Linked DNA regions of Mus musculus: all the other regions are linked to region 1. Evidence: chromatin contacts called from public HiCAR-type, HiChIP or PLAC-seq and promoter capture Hi-C data. All regions are on one chromosome and are shown on one strand. The core of a region is the stretch at or near the end of the contact, and the rest is flanking DNA. Distances in the headings are between cores, read along the strand shown. Region 1 holds the start of Mob1b (MOB kinase activator 1B). Region 2 holds the start of Ythdc1 (YTH domain containing 1). Region 3 holds the start of Afp (alpha fetoprotein). Region 4 holds the start of Ankrd17 (ankyrin repeat domain 17). Region 5 holds the start of Cox18 (cytochrome c oxidase assembly protein 18).

The links. Promoter capture Hi-C pulls out the DNA fragments that hold promoters and counts their contacts. HiCAR-type assays count read pairs that join an accessible place to other places. HiChIP or PLAC-seq counts read pairs in DNA pulled down with a chosen protein or histone mark.
Region 2: a promoter capture Hi-C map of pre-B cells shows a contact between it and region 1. The contact joins the promoter of Ythdc1 here to the promoter of Mob1b in region 1. A contact is called at or near these places in 19 of 39 promoter capture datasets (the 3T3-L1 cell line, 3T3-L1-derived adipocytes, the C10 cell line and 12 more), 2 of 484 Hi-C or Micro-C datasets (CD4 T cells and pre-B cells), 6 of 115 datasets of contacts at active chromatin or transcription factors (astrocytes, cardiomyocytes, embryonic stem cells and 2 more) and 3 of 9 other capture datasets (adipose tissue, liver and macrophages).
Region 3: an H3K27ac HiChIP or PLAC-seq map of microglia shows a contact between it and region 1, with 5 times the contacts expected there. The contact joins the promoter of Afp here to the promoter of Mob1b in region 1. A contact is called at or near these places in 2 of 39 promoter capture datasets (hippocampal neurons and pre-B cells) and 1 of 115 datasets of contacts at active chromatin or transcription factors (microglia).
Region 4: a promoter capture Hi-C map of pre-B cells shows a contact between it and region 1, with 4 times the contacts expected there. The contact joins the promoter of Ankrd17 here to the promoter of Mob1b in region 1. A contact is called at or near these places in 12 of 39 promoter capture datasets (the 3T3-L1 cell line, 3T3-L1-derived adipocytes, the C10 cell line and 8 more), 1 of 484 Hi-C or Micro-C datasets (embryonic stem cells), 7 of 115 datasets of contacts at active chromatin or transcription factors (astrocytes, embryonic forebrain, embryonic stem cells and 4 more) and 2 of 9 other capture datasets (adipose tissue and liver).
Region 5: a HiCAR-type map of astrocytes shows a contact between it and region 1, with 7 times the contacts expected there. The contact joins the promoter of Cox18 here to the promoter of Mob1b in region 1. A contact is called at or near these places in 8 of 39 promoter capture datasets (the 3T3-L1 cell line, the HPC-7 cell line, cranial neural crest and 4 more), 2 of 484 Hi-C or Micro-C datasets (B cells and CD4 T cells), 2 of 115 datasets of contacts at active chromatin or transcription factors (astrocytes and large pre-B cells) and 2 of 9 other capture datasets (adipose tissue and liver).

What each region holds. Positions count from the first base shown.
Region 1 is chr5:88,719,442-88,722,183 of GRCm38.p6, forward strand. It overlaps Mob1b (MOB kinase activator 1B), which reads left to right and starts at 1,430. Exons shown (of 6, transcript NM_026735.2): 1 at 1,430-1,680. The coding sequence starts at 1,667.
Region 2 is chr5:86,802,882-86,805,623 of GRCm38.p6, forward strand. It overlaps Ythdc1 (YTH domain containing 1), which reads left to right and starts at 1,385. Exons shown (of 17, transcript NM_001347375.1): 1 at 1,385-1,710. The coding sequence starts at 1,683.
Region 3 is chr5:90,489,368-90,492,109 of GRCm38.p6, forward strand. Afp (alpha fetoprotein) reads left to right here and starts at 1,347. Exons shown (of 15, transcript NM_007423.4): 1 at 1,347-1,498; 2 at 2,331-2,382. The coding sequence starts at 1,414. RefSeq lists enhancers at 1-367, 365-1,403, 1,168-1,291, 1,225-1,265, 1,715-1,758, a promoter at 365-1,403, silencers at 365-1,403, 1,121-1,233, 1,219-1,317 and a cis regulatory region at 2,407-2,742.
Region 4 is chr5:90,364,858-90,367,599 of GRCm38.p6, forward strand. It overlaps Ankrd17 (ankyrin repeat domain 17), which reads right to left and starts at 1,328. Exons shown (of 34, transcript NM_030886.2): 1 at 810-1,328. The coding sequence starts at 1,190. It overlaps Gm9958 (predicted gene 9958), which reads left to right and starts at 2,140. Exons shown (of 1, transcript NR_045618.1): 1 at 2,140-2,742.
Region 5 is chr5:90,222,683-90,225,424 of GRCm38.p6, forward strand. Cox18 (cytochrome c oxidase assembly protein 18) reads right to left here and starts at 1,314. Exons shown (of 6, transcript NM_001033310.3): 1 at 934-1,314. The coding sequence starts at 1,257.

The DNA.
Region 1 (2,742 bases), core at 180-2,679:
AATTATATATGGTATAGTAAGTAGTATTATATCAAGATTTGAATATAAGGCTTTTACATCACCAACTTACTGTTTTTTTATCATAGTAAATCCTTTTGCTGTCTGTTTTATTTTTTTTATTTTTGATTTTTTTAGACAGCAGCTCACTATGTTATTTCTGGTTGGCTTGGAATTCCATATGTAAATCAGGCTGGCCTTAGACTCACACAGATCTGCCTACCTCTGCCTTCCCAGTTCTGGGCTTAAAGGCTTTTGAAGCTGTCTTTTCACGTTATTATTTGCTGTTCCTGAGATAATAGAAGGTTCGGGTTTCTTGCATTTAGGTTTTTAAAACCATTTAGCCAACGCGGCTGACTACTGGTGTAGAAATGAAATCGGATAAATTGAATATTTGCATCACTTTCAGGAATCCTCTGTCTTTTGGAACGCTAAGCTCAAGTTGGGCTACTATCTGCACACTGTTCCACTTAAATTCCTCGATTCAGCATCAGGTGCGAGTAAAGAATACCACTGTCTCCTATGGTAAAAACAAACAAACAAACAAACAAACACACAAACAAACAACTTCCTGTGCTGTCTTGGCTTACTCCAAACTTGTGATCCTTTTGCCTCCATCTCTGAGGTATAGCGATTCAGGCAAGCACCACCACGCACTATCTATTTATTTAATTTGTGTGGAAATGAGAGGACAACTTGTGGGAACTGGTTCTCTTTACCGCGTGGGTTCCAGGCGATCAGGCTTGGTGGCAAGTTCCTTTACTGGCTGAATCATCTCAGGAGCCATCAAACAGTCTTTAAACATAAAGCTTTGCCCTCAGCCTCTTAAGCAGGTGAGAACTAAAGTTCCTTCGAGCGCCTGGCTGAATAATTCCCAGCGTTTTGGGCATCAGTTCTTCGAAGGGACTCCACAACTAGTTAATCCGTATGGCCATGGATAACCAGCGTCCCTGCCTCAGGGAATCTGGTCCTCAGCTCTCCTGGGCTCCCTCCGTTTCCCTAGACAGCTAGCTTGTTCAAATAAAGATCTTACCTCCTAAAACATTTATTTCCCTTTCCCAAAATTCCATCTCCCCCCAAGTCGTTACAAGCAGAAAAACTTTTTTTTTTTTTTTTTAAGTGCGGGCGGCGTAGAGGGACTGGGGATGTGGCTCTCAGTTCGTGGGGTGCTTGCCTAAATCAGAGCACAGAAAGCGAGTCCAAGGCCTTCCGCTGTCCTCTCTGATGGCGACTCCCTCCCTATCCATGAGACCCAGGCGTCCTGGAACGGAGGTCCACTTCCCCGCTGGGCTCCGAACCCCCCAGGTCACGTGCTCGGGCAAGCTCTCAGCTGGACTGTGCGGGAGGCAGAGGTGACCCGAAGGTAATCCTAATGTGGGCGGGGCGCCAGAGCTCGCTCTCGCGAGACTTCGGCGCGGGAGCGCGGGGCTGCGAGGAGGACGCGGCGGGCGGTGCTTCCTCGGCCGCTCTGCTTCCAGTCCGGTGAGCCTGCCGAGTCCTGGCCTTCCACTTCCGCCCCTCAGCCGGCCGCGGCAAGTAGCGAAGCCGGAGAAGTCGCGGCCGCTCCGCCGCCGGCGCGCGTCCTTCCCCCTCCGCCACCTTTTCTCTGATTCAAGCCCGCCGCCCCAGGCTTCGCTCAGCCGAGCCCGCAGCCCACGCCGCGGCCGACATGAGCTTCTTGTTGTAAGTAGTCCAGTAGCGCCGGCTTTGTTCCGCCGCCCCCTGGGCCCCGGGCTCCAGAGGCCCCGACCTCGGGGTGCTGGCCGGCCCTGCCTCCTCGTCCTCCGGGTGCTCTCGGGGCCCTGCCTCCTCGTCCTCCTGGTGCTGCCCGGCCCTTGCCTCCCCATCTTCCTGGTGCTGTCGGGGAGCCTTGCCTCTCCATCCTCCTGGTGTTGCCGGTCCCTGCCTTCTAGTCTTCCGTACTGCCTGGCTCTGCCTCCCCGTCCTCCTGGTGCTGCCCGGCTCTGCCTCCCCGTCCTCCTGGTGCTGCCCGGCTCTGCCTCCCCGTCCTCCTAGTGCTGCCCGGCTCTGCCTCCCCGTCCTCCTGGTGCTGCCCGACCCAGCCTCCCCGTCCTCCTGGTGCTGCCCGGCTCTGCCTCCCCGTCCTCCTGGTGCTGCCCGGCTCTGCCTCTCCGTCCTCCTGGTGCTGCCCGGCCCTGCTTCCCCGTCCTCCTGCTATTGCCGAGCCCCGCCTCTCCGTCCTCCGAGTGCTGCCCGGCCCTGCTTCCCTGTCCTCCGTGTGCTGCCCGGCCCTGCCTCCCGGTCCTCTTGGTGCTGCCCAGCCCTTCCTCCCCGTCCTCCTGCTATTGCCGGGCCCTGCTTCTGCGTCCTCCGGGTGCTGCCCGGCCCTGTTTCCCCGTCCTCCGTGTGCTGCCCGGCTCTGCCTCCCGGTCCTCCTGGTGCTGCCCGGTCCTTCCTCCCCGTCCTCCGGGTGCTGTCTGGGAGCCCTGCCTCCCTGTCCTCCTTGTGTTGCCCGTCCCTGCCTTCTAGTCCTCGGTGCTGCCCGGCTCTGCTTCCCTGTCTTGGAGCTGCCCTTCCCCGTCTCCCCTTCCTCCTGGTGCTTGCTCTCAGGGCCGTGCCTCCTTGTCCTCCTGGTGCTGTCGGACCCTGCCTTTCCATCCTCCTGGTGCTGTCAGAGGGCGGGGGTGGGGGGAACACTGCTCCCTACCCTCATGTTCTGTTGGGGTGCCCTGCCTCCCTGTCCACTTGGTGCTGTCGGGGTGGGGTTGGGGGTGCTGGCTGCTT
Region 2 (2,742 bases), core at 135-2,634, 1.9 Mb before region 1:
TTGTATGTGCTTTCCGAAGACAATTAGTGCTTATTTGTTATTGTCTCTTATCTTTTACCATCAGTCTTCACCTCCACAGGAGGGCCTCTGTACTAGCTTTTCTCCATAAAAAGGGGTCTTATCACTATAGCAACTGTCTGTCTGTCTGTCTGTCTGTCTCTCTCTCTGTTTTCCAAGTCAAGGTTTCTCTGTGTAGCCCTGGCTGTCTTGGATCTTGCTTTGTAGACCAGGCTGTTCTTGAACTCAGATATCTGCTTGCCTCCTCCCTAATGGGAGGATTAAAGGTATGCATCACCCTTTTCTAGCTAGCTTTTTTTTTTTTTAATAAAGTTCACAATTTTCTTTTTCCCTTTTGTCTTTTTTCTTCCTTTCCATTTTTTTTTGTTTGTTTTTCTTTTGAGCTAAGGTTTCACTGTAGCCCTGGCTATCCCAGTACTGTTCACTCTATAGACCAGGCTGGGCTCTAACTCAGAGATTCCCCTGCCTCTGCTTTCAGAATGCTGGGTTTCAAGGTGTGCACCACCACTCCTGGCGTCAGCACAACTTTCAATTTGTTTACTCAAACCTTGGCTGCCTTAACTAGAAGATAAACTCAGACTTCCTTTGAGGGAGAACACATTTGTTTGTTTATTTTTGAAGCAGGGTTTCTGTGTAGCCATGGGTGTCTTGGAACTCAATCTGTATGCCAGGATGGCCTCGAACTCACAGGGATCCTCCTGCCTCTGCCTCTGCCTCTGCCTCTCCAGTGCTGGGATTAAAGATGAGCCCAAATACCACCCAACAATAAAGCTATTCTTAACCCCTGGTCCTAGAACAATATTTAAAAAGAAGTAGTAGACACTACTAATCAAATAAAAGAAAATTAAATATATAAAAAAGACATAGCCGGGCAGTGGTGGTTTATGCCTTTAATCTCAGCACTTGGGAGGCATAGGCAGGCGGATTTCTGAGTTCGAGGCCAGCCTGGTCTACAGAGTGAGTTCCAGGACAGCCAGGGCCACACAGAGAAACCCTGTCTCGTAAAACCAAAGAAAGACATAACACCCTTTCTGATGGTGTCTCACACTAACCATTCAAGGCCTTCCAAACGTTTCTGGTGAGATGTCTGCATCCTTGAGCTGTAGGAAGCACAGCAGAGAAGCCTAAATACCGATTATCCTCTGGAACGAGGGCGGTTCCCTGGACGTCAAGTTTGCGCGCGGGGCGGGACGACGTGCCGAAGTCACGCCCTCTTACGTCCCGCTTCTCGCTCCAGTCCCCGTCCCCGCCTCCGCCCCCGCCCCGGTTCCCCGCACTGTGACGTTCCGCGAGAGGCACAGAGCGTAAACAGCGCAAGGCATTTCGGGAGCGGGATTGTTTCGCGCAGGAAGCAGGCTCCATTTTAGCGCCGCCCGGCGTCGCCATCTGTGTCTCTCTCCTCCCCCTTGTCTCTGTGGTGGCCGAACCCCAACAGGAAGGCTGAAGCCCGCGCCGACCGAGGCCAGAGAGCCAGGCGGGAAGAGAACCAGAGCACGGGAGGAAGGGTTGCGCGTAGGAAGCTGAGTGGAGCAGGTCAGGTCGAAGCGCGCGGCCCGCCGGACGGACTGACGGACGGACTCGTGCGCCTGCGGCCGCGTCTGCGGCGCCCGCGCGACTCGCGTCCCGGCGGCGGCGGTGGCGGCGGCGGAAGCCGGAGGGCAGCCATGGCGGCCGACAGCCGGGAGGAGAAAGGTGAGTGTGGAGGACGGGGCCTCGGGGCGGCCGGGCGAGGGGACCTAGGAGCCGCGGCCTGCGGGCGAGGCGGGAGGTTAGGGCCTCGCGCAGAGCAGGCGGCCGCATCGTGACCCGCTCCTTGCGAGGCCTGGCCTGCTGGGCCCGGCGTCCTCGTCTCTGCGGCGGCTCCCACCTCGACCAGGGCTTTGCTTCTCTCGTCACTCCCGGGAGCGGTTGGGAGAGGGCTTGCTTTGAGGAACTTGCCCCCGGGCACGTTTCCTGGCCGGATTATGCGGATGTAATGCGTATTTTTCTGAACTGTCGTCTTTTTGGTTGACTTTTTTCGAAAATAACGTCACAGTTAGCATTGTTAGACTAGTGAGTAGACTAGTTTAATTCATTCAGGTGGATTATTAATCATGAGAAATACCTGTAAGTAGCTTCTCACTGATCTTTTGGATAAGCTAAGAATCGCTTCTTTTATTCCTCGAGTATTTACTTTGGAAAGAAAGATATTAGGAAAAAAACAAACAAACAAACAAACACCCATGCCCCTTCTTCCAAAAGTCCTAGCAACGGATCTCCCAGAATAGTGCAGAGTTCTCAAAAGATTCAGCGAGGAATACGTAGGTGGAGGCTAGAGAGACTTGGAAAGATAAAAAGAAAACATTTTAGTTGATAAAATGTCATTTCTTCTGAAATACTATATAGAGACCACAGATGCCAGTATAGGATCCAGACCATAGAAGATACTCGTCTAGATGGGATGCAGTCTTGAGAGAGTTCTCAGCTCTGGGACTATCGCGACAGTCTTAGAAGAAAATAGTGCACACTTGCTGCCCTGCATTTCACAAATCTCTGCTTGTGGCTCATTAAATTTGAGGTGGAGATTTGTTAAGTGGGCTGAACAGTCATTAAAGCTTTTTTCCACTTTTCTGGTCTGTCTTGAGTGGGAATATGTTTAAAGATCTGTCTTTGTCATAAGCATCCTCCCCCCCCCCCCCCCCTTAGGGACATGGTTTCCATGTAGCCCTGCCTGTTCTGGAACTT
Region 3 (2,742 bases), core at 97-2,596, 1.8 Mb after region 1:
GTGTTCTTATCTACACTTTATTTTGAGGACAGAAAGAAGTGCAGGTACAGTCTGAAAATATGGTCATACTGCGTGTTTGTTTTCCCATTTTCTATTACTAATATATTATGGGAATCTTTCCATTGCATTAAATGTTACTCTATGAACTAGGTTTGATCGTAGTACTCCCCTCCATTTTATGAGTACACTATATTTTCTAGTGTAAGTTATTTGTTTTTATAATCACATCTTTAACATAACCGCTCCTAGGCTCTGCGATGGCTCAGTAGTTAAGGGCACCTTTCTGCTCTTCCAGAGGACCTGGGTTCAATTTTCAGTGCCCACATGGCAGCTCACAACCATCTGTAACTCTAGTTCCAGGGGATCCAATATCCTCTTCAGACCTCTTCAGGAAACAGCTATGCACATAGCACACAGGCATATGTTCAACCAAAACACTGAAACACATAAAAGAAATGTTTAAAGAATGAATTTAAAAAAATAAAAAATAAACTCAACTACATATGAAGCCTTAGCAAACATGTCTGGACCTCTAGACACACAGACTCTGACACGCCAACGTCTGAGTTCTAGTTTCGATACGCACTGGGAAGTTTTAAAAGTTTTCCATCAACTCTAATGTGTAGAGAAATGGAAACTATCATAGACTCTACGGCATTGAGGGTGAAGGTATGAGTGAAGCACTCTTAGGGTCAGAAGTATGTCAGTGCCCATTTGTTGCTGTTAGCATCATCATCTTAGGGCTTGAGAGGATGTTGCAGCTGACCCATGCACCTGTGACATACATATGGAATTATTCTTTGGCACATAAAATTAGAATGGGAGCTGGCTCATCAGGTTTTGTGCTGTAAGTTTTCTATGTTAAACCAGATGCGATACACTAAATAAAATAAAATATACTTGACCGATGGTTTTGAGCGAAATAATAACTGGATAATCAAGAAATATATCCACTAATGAATAGCCTGAACTACTGAAACAATTTGTTCAGTGCCTAGCATATGGTGTGCATTTTATTATTTCTTTCAAAAAGAATGTATTTGGAGTTACATAGTAAGTCTGCTACCTTTTCTTTATGGCTATATCTATGTCTTATGTTGAGATGAATGAATTATTCTTCAGGGGAAATAATCTATTTGAACAGTTTAGATGGTGAAGAACATTTGCAGCATTTGCAAGATTTTTTTCCACTCTGAAGTGGTCTTTGTCCTTGAACATAGGATACAAGTGACCCCTGCTCTGTTAATTATTGGCAAATTGCCTAACTTCAACGTAAGGAAATAGAGTCATATGTTTGCTCACTGAAGGTTACTAGTTAACAGGCATCCCTTAAACAGGATATAAAAGGACTTCAGCAGGACTGCTCGAAACATCCCACTTCCAGCACTGCCTGCGGTGAAGGAACCAGCAGCCATGAAGTGGATCACACCCGCTTCCCTCATCCTCCTGCTACATTTCGCTGCGTCCAAAGCATTGCACGAAAATGAGTTTGGGATAGGTAAGATGCTTTGTGACTTGGGAGCTATTTTCCTATAACAAAATTCTTAAAAATTCCCATATTTGCATCTCCAGGTATCTTTTTTTTTTTTTTTTTTTTTTTTTTTTGAGACAGGGTTTCTCTGTGTAGCCCTGGCTGTCCTGGAGCTCACTTTGTAGACCAGGCTGGCCTCGAACTCAGAAATCCGCCTGCCTCTGCCTCCCGAGTGCTGGGATTAAAGGTGTGCGCCACCACACCCGGCTCTCCAGGTATCTTGACTTAAGCATTCTATATACTGTTGAAGACCAGGTATAGATCTAAGTGGTAGATAGATTTAGATGTAATGTAATTTTATGTAAGAGGCTTATAAAATAACAGCAGTGTTCAACACAATCAATTTTGGATGTGTTCCATGCTCAATTTTTTTTTGATATTAATTATTTAGTAGGGTCTCATGTCTAGTTCCTTCGGGTTGACAGAAATAACATTTTCACTCTCAATCTTTTTAAAAGTGCTAATTGTTCGACTCTCTGGAAAGCCTAATGTGAACAGGCCGACTGTAGCATAATTATGTCCAAAGCTACTAAATGAAGCCATTTTGAATATTATACTGTGAGGGAGCCAAGTAGTAAGGGGACCTGAAAGATGAGTATTAGTACTAAGTCTGCAACTGATCATTCTGGTTAACTTTGTTCCTTAATTTTTCAGTGTCCCCAAGTGTAAAATTAAGATGTCTGGACAGGTGGTTCCTAACAACTTGGCAGTTCTAAGACTTCATGGCTTGGGTTTAAATTCCACAACGATTGCTTTCCCGGTTAAAATCCTCACTTGTCCAAGTCTGTTTTCCTTTCAGCTTCCACGTTAGATTCCTCCCAGTGCGTGACGGAGAAGAATGTGCTTAGCATGTAAGTTTCGCTTCCATCAATGTGCTGCAGAAATGGCGTGCAGAGATAAGTCTAGGCAACCGAATGTGAGGTTTGAAATTACAGGAGCAAATTGGGCAGCTTTAAGGCTTTGCTTGTGCTGAATATCACACTGATAAGCAACATGTTTAACTTCGGTCAACGCTTTAGATCTTAGCCTTGACATTGACTGGAGTTCCAGAAAGCAAGCCAAATCAGATTTTCAAAACTGAAGAATTAATTTCTCTGCAGCTTTGTATGGGCTCAGGAGCGTGTCTTGTCAGAACCAATAGGAAGATATTGCGATATCCTCTATTTTGTAAGCTCTTTAATATCAAGTCATAGGAAGTAAAATATTCTTAG
Region 4 (2,742 bases), core at 78-2,577, 1.6 Mb after region 1:
AAATAAAAGCGGGGTATGGTTTGATTATTTCTTATTAAGGGAGAACCCGATGGATTATTACACATACACGCAGAGCACCTAACAATTTTTACGTACTAAGTCACTTGTAAACGCATATGGAGGGATAGAAGATCGGCTCATCCATAAATCTTTCACAAATCGAGGAAGCGAAGAGTACTTCAGCAGCCACGAGTTTAGAGAGAGAGAGAGAGAGAGAGAGAGAGAAAGAGAAAAGAAAAAGCCCTGCAGCAAAACAGTATGGAAAAGTACAGCCTCTCACGTGTCTCTCCCAGATACAAATACTTAGCTCCGAGTCCATTACAATCTTACCGCCCCTCCACAACTGCTCCCGGCCACCTTCCACTGACAGAAAACTACCAAGCTCGCAGTCGGTCCCCCGGAGACTCTCCTACCTATTATCTTACCCCTCCCGCTTTAGCTCCGCCCCCGCCCCGGGAATGAGGTGGCCTTACTGGCCCCAGAGAGACCACCCTTCGGCCCCAAAGTGCCACCCGGGAATCCGACCAATCAATCCCTCCACCCTTCACCCTGCGAAGCAGCATCCTCGGCTAGCCAGCTTCTCGGCAACTCCGTGCACTCTCCGGTCCTCCCACCCCCACGTGTCAGCTACCCTCCCCCACGTCCCCACACCTCACGACTCAGGCCGAGCAAAGAAAGGGGGCAGCCGAAAGCCCGGTCCCTCAGGGCAGATCGTAAGCCCCGAGGGCTCGGTCCCACCGCGAGTCCCCTCCCACCTTAGGCCCTCCACGGTCCCTTCCGCCCTCCTCGAGGTGAAACCAGGCCCTTGCCTCAGAAACCTCCTCTTCCTCGTCGTCGTCGTCCTCCTCTTCCTCGCTGTTGTTGCTGCTGGTGCCGCCGCCTCCTCCTCCTCCTCCACCGCCACCGCCGCCGCTGTTGTCGCTGTCGCTGCTGCTTTCGCTGCTGCTCGGGGGTCGGCAAGTCCGGTTCCGCTTGGCCTTGTGGTGCGGCGGCTGCTGCTGCTGCTGTTGCTGCGGTGGCTTCTTCTTCAGGAGCAGGTCGCAGACTCGCACCATCCCACGAGGAGAAGAGGCCGGGCGAGCCCCGCCGCCGACCTCCGCCGCCGCCGCCGCGGGGGGGGCCGCCACTGCCGCCGCCGCCGGGGGACTCCCTTCTCCCTCAGCCGCCGCCGGAACCGTCGCCTTCTCCATCCCCGCGGGAAGAGGGGGTGGGGGACGCGGACGGGGGAGGGGCGTGGGGGGGCTCCGCTCTACCGCGACTTCGGTCGCGCCGGGGCCGACACAGCGCTCCGGGCCGCCGCCGCCGCCACCGCCTCGGTCACCTCTACTGCCGCCGCCGCCGCCGCCGCTCCGCCAGCTCTCACCTCGTCTCGCGATACTAAGGGCGGGGAGCTTGGCGGAGGGAGGGAGAGAGGGAGGGAGGGAAGGGAGGGAGGGAGAGAGAGCGGGAGGGCTGAGGGGGGGCGAGGCGGAGCGCGAACGCCGTGCCCGGGAAAGCCGAGCAGGCGTCCGGAAGGAGCCGCCGGGGGAGTGCGCCTGGAGTGGCTTCCTCTGGGGAGACCGAGTCTGAGCGGGGACCGCAAGCAGGGACCGCGGGCGGGCGGGCGGGCGAGCGAATGAACGAGCGAGCGAGCAAGCGGGCGGGCGAACGAGCGCCTGGGTGGCTTGTCTTCTCCGCGCTACTTCCCCCACACACACAGCCCTGCAGCCCTCCCTCCTTCCTTCCTGGCTTCGTATTAGAACGCAGCCGCAGGCGGAAGCGCGGGTGACGCCATCAGCCGGCGCCGCGGCGGCCGCGCGAGCGCGGAGCCCTGCCTGCCTCTCCCAAGTGCAGACTCCAGGGCCGGGGAGTGGGCTCCCCCGCGAGCGAGCGAGCGATCGAGCGTGCGTGCGTGGGCGCAGGGAAGCAGAGGCAGTGGGATGGCGAGCAGTGGGGCCCGGGCTAAGTCGGGGGCGAGCGCAGAAGCGCGGGGGAAGCTGGGCGAGCGCGAGGCCTGGCCCCTCAGATCCGGGAGGTGGGGCCTCGCCCCGGACCTCCTGGATGGACTTTTCCTGCCTGGCCATTTTCTCCACCGCCTAAGCCAGAGAGCATTGGATCTTCCGAGAGAACTTCGTGAGAGGAGAGAGACTGAAGTCAGGTCCAAAAGAAAACTGTTTCCCCTCCACCATCCCTTGGAGCGATCACGTCCTCACTTAGAAAACTCTTGTCCGAGTTTGAGTCTCGGGTCCTAGGCTTCCTAAATCTGACTATTTTGTACACCTTTGTAATGTGCAGGAACGGAATCTAGTGATTTTTAAGACTATACACTTCCGAAGAGGTGGGTGTGGGAGCTGGGCCATCATCGTATGCATTTCTCGGTCTGGATTCTGAGATCATTTTGAGTACTTAGAAAACTTGCAGACCGATTGAAATGTAGCTTTCTTCTTCAAACAGACGTCTCCAGTGTAGCCCAGGCTAGCCTTGAACTGGCGATCTTCCTGAGATTATATGGGTCTGTACACCACCGTGTCATGTTTATGTAGCTTATTGAACTCAGAATTAGCCATTTCTGGGCTAGTACGAGTAGTGACATAAGGAAAATAAAGCAAACATCAAAGACAGATGTACTGGCACAAGATAAAAAAGTCCCTCAACTGACAAAGTTACCATTTTAAGACTTCTAAGTTTAGCTGAGTGCCTGATTTATTTTATTTATTTTTTAATTTTTTTTTTTTTTTGCATTTTCTTTTTAGTACTGGCATA
Region 5 (2,742 bases), core at 64-2,563, 1.5 Mb after region 1:
CAGGACAACCAAACTCACAGTTCTAGTCTCTGTTCCCTAGACCATATACAAATGTTGTTTACTGATCACACTTGTAATCGAAAACATTTAAGAAAACTCTATTAGATATTAGTTTGCTTAAAGTATCTTTGACCCCAGATTTAAATTCCTTGCCTGTACATCTATCTGCGTGATCTTGGCAACCATACTGAGTTAAACCAACTGCAACTTCTTGGTTATGGGTACCTGATGTTTTCTGTTTCTGGCTGTGCATAACCTGAAATCCTGATTCCCAGTATGTAGCATATCTAACAGCACCTCCTCCATAGGATTTCGAGTAAATGAAAACTGCATCCTGGTTCTTACTGTTCCATCCCTACATTTCCCAGGAGAGAGAAAACAGCATTCCAGTGTTAACACCTCACTGTGAATGCTTCCTGGCTCAATGCTGCTGCTCCCTTCCTGGCAATCCTCTGTGACTCAAATTAAAATCTTGACTTACCCCACCCCCACCCCCAGGCACAGCCATGGGGGAGGTAACGTTATACCAATTCCACTGAACAGAGTTCCTAAAAAGCCAACTCGAAGTTTCAATCCATCAGATACAGGGTAGTAGGTGGTAGGCCCAGAGGAAGAATTCATGTCTGGAAACTGCTAACTTAGTGATACCTTTCTAGTAATAAAGAGCAGTATCAATAGTGACAAATGATGCTGCAGACTCTTAAAATGTTTATGACCCTAATGTTTCAGGTTCCTCCGTGCCATTTCTTCTGAATATTGGTCTCAACCGAACATTTGGGAGGCACTTGTATTTCGAATAAATACTTGGTAGGTCGGGTGAACTGGAAGGTACTCGAGTCACCAACCATCATTTAACATGCAATGCTAACTAAATTATTTTAGCCTCCATGTTAACACTAGCAGGCAGGCAGCACGGGGACCGACGCCCCTCACCTTAGCCAGGATGTAGTGCTGATAGGCGGCCAGGGGCAGAGTGACAGCACCGCGCAGGGCAACGGTGCTGAGTATGATGTTGCTCCACCAGGGGAGGCCGGTAGCCTCCTGCGCGCCCAGCAGCACTTCCTCCGCGGTGCGCACCGGCGCCGACGCTGCCAGGGCCTCATACCAGCCACCTGGAGAGGCCGCAGACACCGAAGCGGCTGCCCATACCGGAAGGGCTGGGAGCCGCGCGCTGCTCCAGGCGGGCGGTGATCCCGGTGCCGGGAGCCGCAGGGTGGGCAGCGACCTGAGCCACCCGGCACACGACCGGCACAGCATGGTTACACGGAGCGGGCGGCCAACTAGAGCACTAGCACCAGGAGGTTGCGCGCATGCGCGAACCCGAGGCCACGCCTGACCTTCCCAGCCGAAAGCCCTGTCCAGTGTCGCGCTAGAGATGACGTAAGACTCCGCCTTTCCCACGCGGCAATGAGCCGCTTGAGGCTCTCTTAACTCCTTTCCTTGCTGGGGTGGAGTTCAGAGCGGGAACCGGAACTGCAGGGGTAGGCGGGGCGAGCAAACTGCCTTGCTGTTGAGTTTCAGTTTCCACTCAAGGAAATTGTGGCTTGAGTACTTTTTGTGACTCGGCTGTTTCCGCCCAAGGCGCGCAGCATCTATCTCCGTTTTCTCTACGCACTGCTGAAACACCTACTTTGGGAATAGTGTTTCTGGCTCGGTCAGTGTTAAGTCTGCGTCCTTTATCCCCCTAGGCAGCTCTACTTTATAATAAGACCTAAATGTCTTTATCTGTTCCGGTTAGCATTCTGTATTCCTTTATAAACAGAATGCAGAAATGCCGAGTGGTGGCGCACGCCTTTAATCCCAGCACTTGGGAGGCAGAGGCAGGCGAATTTCTGAGTTCGAGGCCAGCCTGGTCTACTGAGTGAGTTCCAGGACAGCCAGGGCTATAAAGAGAAACCCTGTCTCGAAAAACCAAAAAAAAAAAAAGAAAAGAAAAAAACGAAATAAATAAATAAGAAGAAGAATCACCATCATAATAAGGAGCAGGGAAAAATACTATTTTTCATTTTACAAAATGAATTCCATCAACAGCACAATTTTGCTTCAACGGTTAAATGGAATGCACAGGGCTTTTAACAACTGTGTGTTTTTCACATTCGTGTTCCTGTCAACAGAAAATAAATGGAACAACGAAGTGCCCACTCCTAGGGTAGGCCAAAGTGAATTGAGTTTTTAGAAACCTCTCCCATGTTTGGTAAAGCCAAACTGTGGACACTGTCCTCTACTTTATTGAACACCTACCAAAGCTGTCAGATAGCGTATTTTCTGAAACTTGGGTAACCTGCCTTTAGTTCCCATAGCATAATCCCTTTTAAAAACAGCTCACTTATCTCTTGCTAGTTTAAGAAACCACCGTATTTCCATAAAACTGTTAATATCCAGTAGGCCCTTCCAAGATGGCCTTAAGCCAGAGAAGTTACTTAAAAACAACTCCCCCAAGTCCCAACTTACCATACATGAGAACCTAGAATTAATTCTCAACACTGGGAAAGTAGGTAAATTTATTATGTGTAATAAATAAGCCTGTTATTTGTAGATCTATTGTTCACAAACCCTAAACCAAAAATTTCAAGCAGTTATTAAAATCTTTAACAATTTTTTTCTACAGCTACAGGTAACTGACAACCTCTTCTGATAAAACTGCACACCTGCATTCATGTCAAAGTAATGGAAATAAATTTAAAAACTAAACCCATATATTGTTATGTGAACTAAACTTCTTAATACTTATTTTGTGATGTT